2 separate regions of the Sus scrofa genome follow, and region 1 is linked to region 2. A link is a contact called in public Hi-C data. All regions are on one chromosome and are shown on one strand. Each heading gives the region's core, a stretch centred on a gene start, on an enhancer-like site or on the middle of the called end of the contact. The rest is flanking DNA. Distances are from core to core; before and after follow the strand shown.

Region 1 (4,151 bases), core at 645-3,144, 92 kb before region 2:
TTACTTGTTCTTAATATTTTGGAAAATTTCTTTGATCTTTATTTTTCTAGTATCATTACTACATTTTTAATTTTGGCAATTATATTTGAAATCTCTAATAACTCTTCTCATTCCCTCATTGTTCTGTATCTTGTTTTGTAGACCTAATACTTCCTTAAATCTTTTTGAGAACATAAGGATGACTTTAAAAGTTCTCTTTATATCACTTCAGATCATTCTAAGGATGCTTTTTCTGCCCTTTTTTTTTTTTTTTTTTAGAATTTGCTATTTCTATTTTTTTTTTTTAATACTGCCAGTTCTCCTCATATTCCAGTGGTTTCTCTGTGTTAGTAAAAAAGGAGGCCTGGGTAGATGGAGTAGACGTTTCTGCTTTAGTGTAAATAAGACTTTTCCCAGTAGGTCTCTTCTTTTTCAGAATTTCCTCCTAGAATGGGCCAGGTAGTGGTGACTGGTGAACTCTGATTGAGGATCAATGGAGTGGGAACTGGCTGTCAGGCTGAGCCCCTGCAAAATCCCCCCATGATAATGGCTTCCCTTCAAGGCACCAACAAATTTAGAAATGTTATCTTTTCCCAGTTTGTTCAATTTCTTTAGAGAGAAGTCATCATGTTTTGCCGGGGGGTAAAATGCTGGCTGCCTGCTCACTGTGTACATGTTGGAAATGGGGTGCTGACTGGGAGAATTCAGAACATATTCAGACCTTTAAGTAATCTCTCTCGTTTTAGCTCCATCTTTCACTCTCCCCCTCTGTTATGTCTGCTAACTCTGTACCCAGGCGTCTGTGGGGTTCCACAGGGCAGATTAGCTTTCTACCTCTAGAGAGCTGTCAGAATCTATTCCAAGCTGATGCTTTCTCTGCCCTTTTCTTCTAATGGCTCCCATCTACATTTTGTAGTCCAGGAAGTTATTAAATATCTCACCCTTTAGTAACACACCCACACACCCACATTCTCTCCTGTCTATTGTGCCAGGCAGCTGCATTTTTGCTTTGCTTTTAGCCATTACTCACAATCTCTCTGTTCTGCTCTCCATCCCAGGGAAATGACTGCTGCAAATGACATGGCCATGCCAAATGGTTTCTATCTGGGTTCAGCCAGTGGGAAACACTGTGGGATACCGGAGAGAAGTAAGAAGGGAGAAGGCAGGATATTTCTCCTTTTCTTTCTGCCTTGGGCAGCCTCCCTAGAAGTGGCTGCATTTCTTCCATCTTGTCCAACATCTTCTGACTCCAAGCAGCCCCTTCTTCCATGTCCAGCTTCTGCCATGTGGTCCTGGACTCCAGCGGCAGTATGTTTTCTTTGATCCTTCTAGTCCTCATGGTGATAGTAGCACCTGATATTGCTAACTGATAATTTTTTTAGATTTCCTACACATTCATAAATGGTTCTCCATATTGAGTTCTCTTGATTGAATTATTTGGCTTGATTTTCCTGACTAAATCTGAGAGATACAGATATATTGGGGATATTCTATTCGATATTCCCATACTTTAAAGTCAGTGAGGTTTTTGAAAAAAAAAAAAAAATGGGAGGCCAACACATGTGTTCAGTCTGCCATCTTGAGTTGGAAAATATATGCATTTTGAGCTTTTGGGTACACATCGCTAATTTGCCTCCTAAAGTATCTGTACCAAGTTACACTTGCCTTAATAGTGTCATGGTACCTGTATCCTGTCACCCTCAAAACACAGGGGATTGATACTTCTTTTTAATTATTGCATCCAATCTTTGTATGGGGATCCAATAAAAATGTCAGGTTTTCTTGGCTTAGGAGAACTCATATTTGCACTGTGCTAACAGCTGGAAATGATCTCCAAGGAGATGGAGCCAACACAACTTGCCTAAGATTTCATTCAAGATGGCTGGCCAAGTTACCAAGGAGCCCAGAATCGCAACAGGACGAGAAGGACACAGAAAGCAGCTTCTCCAGTGTCTGCTTCTGATATACAACAGGGAGGAAGGATTCTGGCTCTCTGGAGAAGTAAAAATCCCCTTGATAAATAAAATCATTGCTGAGATCCAAATTATTAATGCATGACTCAGAGAAGAGAGTGTTTCGCAAAAGACCGAGTCAAAATCAACTCCTAATGTCCTGCTTCCTAGCTTAGACATTCAGTGGGGAAAGTTGCCACTTTTCTCCACAGGGATCTCACATAGATTCTCAACTAGAGGACTAAAAGCAGGGTAAAAGTACTAGAAGGCAGGAACTTCCAAATTCATCTTATGGTGTAGTGTCGTAACTGCCGTTCTCATGAAACTATGCGGAAATTTCAACCTGCAGTCGTGAGTAGCCTCATCTGGCTGTGACTCGTGGGACCTTTGCCCAATATTCACTTTCCCCGAGATCATGCTCTCAATATTCATCATCTGATCGATTACTAGCAGTCATCCCACTTATCCAAGACCTCCTCCTCTGAATCTTTCATGTGCCTTCCATCTGCCCTGAGATAGGCTTTATCACCAACTAATTGGCTGTTCTATAAAGCACATAACTTACACTGTTTGGCCTCATTTGTCTTATTTAGCAAATGAAGCTAAATGATCCTGGAACTTCCATCCAGATATGAGCAAGAACCATGATGGCTGGGAAAGGTGAAATGCCAAGATATCTTTTAGAGAGCCACTGAGCTAGGGCTTTATGGTCATAAACGGCCTCAAATTTGGCCATTTTATCTACATTCTAAAAAGGTGATTCTATTTTTTATGTGTTTATTTTATTTTATATTATTTTATTTTATTTTGTCTTTTTGCCTTTTCCAGGGCCGCTCCCACGGCATATGGAGATTCCCAGGCTAGGGGTCCAATTGGAGCTGTAGCCACTGGCCTGTACCAGAGCCACAGCAATGCGTCTGCAACCTACACCACAGCTCATGGCAACACCGGATCCTTAACCCACTGAGCAACGCCAGGGATCGAACCAGAAACCTCATGGTTCCTAGTTGGAATCGTTAACCACTGCGTCTTGATGGGAACTCTTATTTTTTATGTGTTTAAAGCATGATTTTAAATACTAAAGATGTGATTTTTTTTTTCTATCCTGTTCTGCACTTTTCCTTTTTTAAAAATAATACATCAAGAGGCTCAGAAAATGGAAGTATCTCAGATCTCTCTTGACGTTTCAGAGGCCCAGGCCCTATTATTCAGTGAGTTCTGCTCACGTCTTTCTCACTCTCTCTATGGTCTATGAACGGGTTAGTGAGGGATGGAGAAGAGATTTGGTTTTAGGAAGTGACGAATTGGCGTTCTGACTAAACCCAAATGTTTTGGTGACTGCTGGGGTGGAACCCAATAATTCTGCCAAGTTGGGATTAGCCCCAGTGCTACCTCCCCTTGGTGGAGACGCAGCCCCAAATCACGGTTAATGAGAAATAAAGGGACTCTAGTGTGCCAGTGCACTGCAATTAGAATAATCACCAGAAGTTGTTTTCAAAGCTTCAAAGAAAGAAAAATGAAAACCTCATCAAACACATTAACACACCATGTGTAATCTGCCTAATGGATATCTTTGTTGAAAACTACTTCTAATGAGACAGATGAAAAGTCAAAGTGGTCAACAGATTGGGCCAAATCAGGCACATAAAAAAATGTCTCTGAGGCCTCTTTTATTTGATTTCACCACAAACTTCCACACACATGTGGTTTCCTACCAGTCTTGTCCTCATAATTTGTTCCTTTGAACCCTCGGCATCAAGGTGAGGGTTACAAAGTAATTTACAAAATAACCATTTGTCACTTTCTATAGTCATAAAAGTTGTAGAAATGCACTCAATATATATTTTACTTTATACTTGAGGGAATTAAATTTAATTGTTAGTTCTTTATTAAAGATGAAACACCAAAGCATTCAAAAGTGACTAAAATACTCCATATATGTTGTGTTTTTATTTAAACATAAGTTTTAGAAGTCAACTTGCTTTTTCAGTCCACTAGAGCATCATGCACAAAATAACTAGCAGGAGTTAACAATGGGTGGGGCAGGGTTCTGAAAGACCAGGTGCCTCTTGCTTTCTGCAAACTATTAGCTCAAGAATACAAAGTAGTTTGTCCACACAAGATACCACTTTTAGCAGATCCATTTTATTTTATTTTTTATTTTTATGGCTTCACTTGTGACATATGGAAGTTCCTGGGCCAGGGATTGAATCTGAGCTG
Region 2 (4,515 bases), core at 11-2,510:
GGTAACTCCCATAGCTACTAATTTTAAAAGGTTATTCTCAAATAAAATTTACATAACAATAAAGAGAAACATAAATTACCATAAGATCTATGCTATGGTTTACATGGATTATCTCATTCAACATCAAAACAGCAGGAAACAAAAACTTAGCTATGAACTCTTATTATGTCCTTTAACAGAGGAGAAAAGTGAAGTTTAGTGATATGAAGCCATGTGTCTGAGATCAAAAAAGCTGGTAGGCAGTAGAGCTCATGATTCTAAAGTCTCTGTTCTTAACTAATATTTCATCAACAAATGATACTGGATGAGTAGAACTCATTCCACGTTTCTAAATCAGTGACTGTGTTGAGATTTTTGTAGTTATTGAAGAAAAGAGGCCATTGGCACAAAATTTTTCTGAACTATTTCTAGGATAAAAATGTGTCTAGCAGATAATTAGACTAGTATAAACATCTGAAAATAGCATTTAATGCAGTCTCTGAAGGAGAAAAATGCCAGGAAAAATAATAGCAACTATCTTTCAATAATTTAACTCAACTGTTTAATTTATAGAAAACATCAAAATTAACAAGAAACTGCTGCTTGGCAAAACTGATTTTGATAGCAATATGAGTTCATTGGGACCTCACTGTCACCACAACAGACTGAGATTTGCTACTTGGCTGGCTTGTTTCGGAGTATACTATTTAGACATGGGTCTAGATTCTTACTTTGCCATATCCTTGGGAAAGCTCCCTGTTATCTTTCTTAATGAGTTGAAGGAAGATAATAAGACCTACCTTGTAAGACTGTTGCAAAGACTAGAGAATATCTGTGCATGCAGGGTTAAAACATAATAGATTCTAAATAAATGATGGCTGATGTCATTATTATTGCTATCATTATTACTGTTATCACAATGGCAGGACGTTGCCTATATTATATAGAGATCTCAGAGAATCACTTCAGAGAGCCACTAATTGAGGGTGAGGACCATAGTTGGCTGCTTTGGGCATAGAAAAAAGGGGAGAAGCTGTCAGACAGAAAAACAAAATGTGTAGTCAGAAAGGTCAGAGAAGAACTGTAACAGGGAGCTTCTTGTAGTGCTTTTAGACATGAAGTTGATTAGTGGAGAAAGGACACTAAAATTCACATAGACAGACCAATTCAGAGTCCACTGGTCCCAAGAGTCACATTTAGATTTCAGTCAGAGATGTGTTGTGCCAAGTTATTCCATCTCTTAGAACCTCGCCCAGCTATGGATATTATCTTACTAACCAAGAATTAAGGGCTGGATCCTCTGGCTTTTCTAAAGCAAAACATGCCAACGGGATATTTTACACTAATCCCATTTCTGATTCAAACAAACTTCGAAAAAAGTAACAGCAAGCTCCTGTGAAAAGTCGTGTTTTTAGTTTTTGTAAATTAGATGCTACATTCCAGGAGGGTGGGGTGAAAGCGGAGGTAATCACAGTCCACGCCTCCACCCCTCTGAACAAAGCCCAAAGGAATTACCAACAGGACCAGAAAAAAGTACACGATGCAGAATTACAAGAACATACTCATGGTTTTCAAATAAATTTATTACTTTTAATTTACCAGGCCTATTGTGATGAAACAAACATCCCCTCCACTTTGAGTGATATTAATTTGTTGCACAATATAGCACCACAGCCGGTTTCTCTTTGAATGTGGAGTATTTCTCAAAACTATGAACAAATTAGAATAATTCTGAAAAGATACTTTCATTTCCTCTGTTTCTGTTAACCAGTAGGTCAAAATAAGCTACAAAAAATATTAAATGGAGATCCCAAAGACAGTGTATTCACAAAAACACAGCAACCCCCCCATTTACCATGCTGTGCTTCTTCTTTCTGGTATATATTTTATTTTTAATTCTATGAGTCATACATGAATGCATTTAGACTGTACTTTAGATAAGGCTAAAATCTCCTTTGAGATACTCACGGCCACGCCAGTTCCAATCTATACCTGCATGAGAGGTAGCCTCTATTAATAGGGTCTATGTAACCCTTCAAAGCCTTTATGTACCAATAGAAAATACTTGCTATTTTCTGTTCTGCTTTTTACCAATTGCCATTACAACGTGTGTACAATCTTGCAATGTGATTCTAAGTTGAGAGAAATTTTAGGGTACATATATTCATTTCCAAAGGCTAAATTAGTAGAAATAATGGTAGACACAAAGCAGGTTCTATGAACCAGTGCATAGCCATGAAATTTTGGGCGTGTTCACAAATCTTACCATCCTTATCTTTTAATAAATCTCTAACTCCCTCTTGCATAGGTTTGTGTAAAAACTAAATGAGGTAATATGTGAGGATGTTTTAAAAGCTATACAGTTCTGTATATAAATAAAATTTTACATCTTTTTTTTTTTTTTGATATTTTTACAGCTGCACCTATGGCATATGGAAGTTCCCAGGCTATGGGTAGAAGTGGAGCTTTAGCTGCAGGTCTATGCAACAGCCACAGCAAGACCAGGTCAGAGCCTCATCCATGACCTCTGCCATAATTTGAGGCAAAACCAGATCCTTAACCTACTGAGCGAGGCCAGGGATTGAACACAAATCTTCGTGATTACTGGTCAGGTTTTTAACCTGCTGAGCCACAATAGGAACTCTTAAGATACTATTTCTTAAATATTACCTGGACAATAAAATCCTAGGTAGTGCTACTATTCTAAAAGTAAATACTACAGTTATTTGAAATATTAACCCAGTGTCAAAAGAATATCTCAGTATTGAAATTTTTGGTTAGTGGCATAGTCTTTCCTAGCAATGAATGTTTCATTGGAAGTATTACATCAAAGGTTTCATCATGAGAAAATATATTTGCATGTAAGCTCAAGTTATTAAATTGAATTTTTACAAATGATTCCATTTTTACATCTGTGAGCTTCTGTGCTTAATTCCCAGAGTAAATGAACAGCAGCAGTAATGTGTTTAAACAATCAGAACGACTAAATCAGAAAAGAAATTGCCAAACTATGGCATTTAAAAATATTTTAAAATTTATCCAAATCTACTACATGTGGTGCTCAAAAGAATTATTTTAGTAAAAACAACTGCATAAATTATATCAGTTTAAGCTACAATTCTTTTAAGCAAAATGTTCTTTGTAAGATACAAGTCTGAAAGGTCTGCATTTTAAGTAAAATCAGACATTAAGATTCTTGGAGGAAATAATTAATAACGAATGCTCTACAAAGCCCTACTTATTTCTAGTTTTTTTTTTTTTTTAAATAACAAACAATATCACCTTCACCTAAACCAAAAACCACAATGCATTCTTTTTGTTTGCTTTTCATCATGAATTATTCACTTTTTGGGGGGATGCGAGCTGGGGGTTGGGAGAGGATTTGGGGGGAGAGACTGATGTTTCCGAACCTTCTCATTTTCTTTTATTTGACACATTACCTCACACTATTTCTTCAGTGTCTCCAAGTTCAAATGGCTACCTAATTTTCATTTCTCAACGTTAAAACGAAAAAGAACCATGGGAAAATATTGACATATGCACATATATGTGAAAAATACTACACAAAGTCATGACATTTTGAGGGGTGTTAGTGTGATCACAGCAAGATAACTCAGAGATGAGTTAAGATCCTGACAACTAAGTCAGAGTGCTTCCCAAGTACATTCATGTCTGAGAAGGAAGGTGGGGCAGATGGAACATGTATCTAATGTCTACCTTTTAGATGCCAAAAGTGAAGGCAAACAGTAAGAATCATGTGAGACCCATTTAGTCCAACTCCAAATTATAAATCTGAGTGAGCATACACATTTAATGAATTAGCGGAATAAAGTAGATTATAAAGCTTAATTGTATAAATCAGGACAATGAGTCATATGACAGTTTTAGGAACTGTTTTAATGTCACTACAGTTTGCGCCAATTTTTCTAAATACAGAAATTTGGAGCACTGGTATTTCAAAAAAAAAGTAGTTTTCATTCATTGGCAAAAGAAAGCAATAACACCGTGATAGATGGTCTGACTAGGGAGACAAAAATGAGAGAAATGAAAATTATAACTATCCATTCTACAAATTGGGTGAAGAGCAGAAAAGGAACATGGAGTCAGAAGACCACAAGCTCTCAGCTTTAACTTCAATATACTGACTTATTTGGGATTATTGTTTCTTCAAATATAAAATGAAGGGGTTGGACTTTTCTCTATAAACTATGATATTTCATGGGAAAATTTTCATAGTGGTAGCAGGTTTATAAAAACCTATAATTTGAACGCCAAAAATGGTAACCTAGGAAATTTTCAGTGGCTTGTGGAATATTTATTGCTGTTAACTAATTCTTATTTTCAAAAACCATTTTTGTGGGGGGTCTGGTTACAGAAATAATTGCATGTTATCTGTAGACAATGTGAAAAATAGAGACAAACCCAAGTAAGAAAAACAATGACCTGTAGTCACTACCCAAAGACACGTTTCCATATCTATTGTTACATCAATTACTGTAATTTATTGAATTCAGTGGTTTCCATATTTTAATTTTT

Evidence for each region. A called contact is a pair of places that touch in the nucleus more often than the background predicts.
Region 1: a Hi-C map of retroperitoneal adipose tissue shows a contact between it and region 2, with 1.6 times the contacts expected there. The contact joins two enhancer-like sites. A contact is called at or near these places in 5 of 47 Hi-C or Micro-C datasets (embryonic fibroblasts, psoas muscle, retroperitoneal adipose tissue and 2 more).

Annotation. Positions count from the first base shown.
Region 1 is chr2:91,634,479-91,638,629 of Sscrofa11.1, reverse strand. The region is part of intron 7 of XRCC4 (DNA repair protein XRCC4); the gene reads right to left. Among named protein-coding and RNA genes, the nearest start is that of VCAN, 63 kb to the left of the region's middle. Within about 2 kb of position 1,894, at least 13 of the 83 cell types and tissues checked have an H3K27ac peak or open chromatin away from gene starts, as enhancers often do. A contact at or near this core is called in retroperitoneal adipose tissue, where this site is marked.
Region 2 is chr2:91,541,381-91,545,895 of Sscrofa11.1, reverse strand. The region is part of intron 7 of XRCC4 (DNA repair protein XRCC4); the gene reads right to left. Among named protein-coding and RNA genes, the nearest start is that of VCAN, 160 kb to the left of the region's middle. Within about 2 kb of position 1,260, at least 5 of the 83 cell types and tissues checked have an H3K27ac peak or open chromatin away from gene starts, as enhancers often do. A contact at or near this core is called in retroperitoneal adipose tissue, where this site is marked.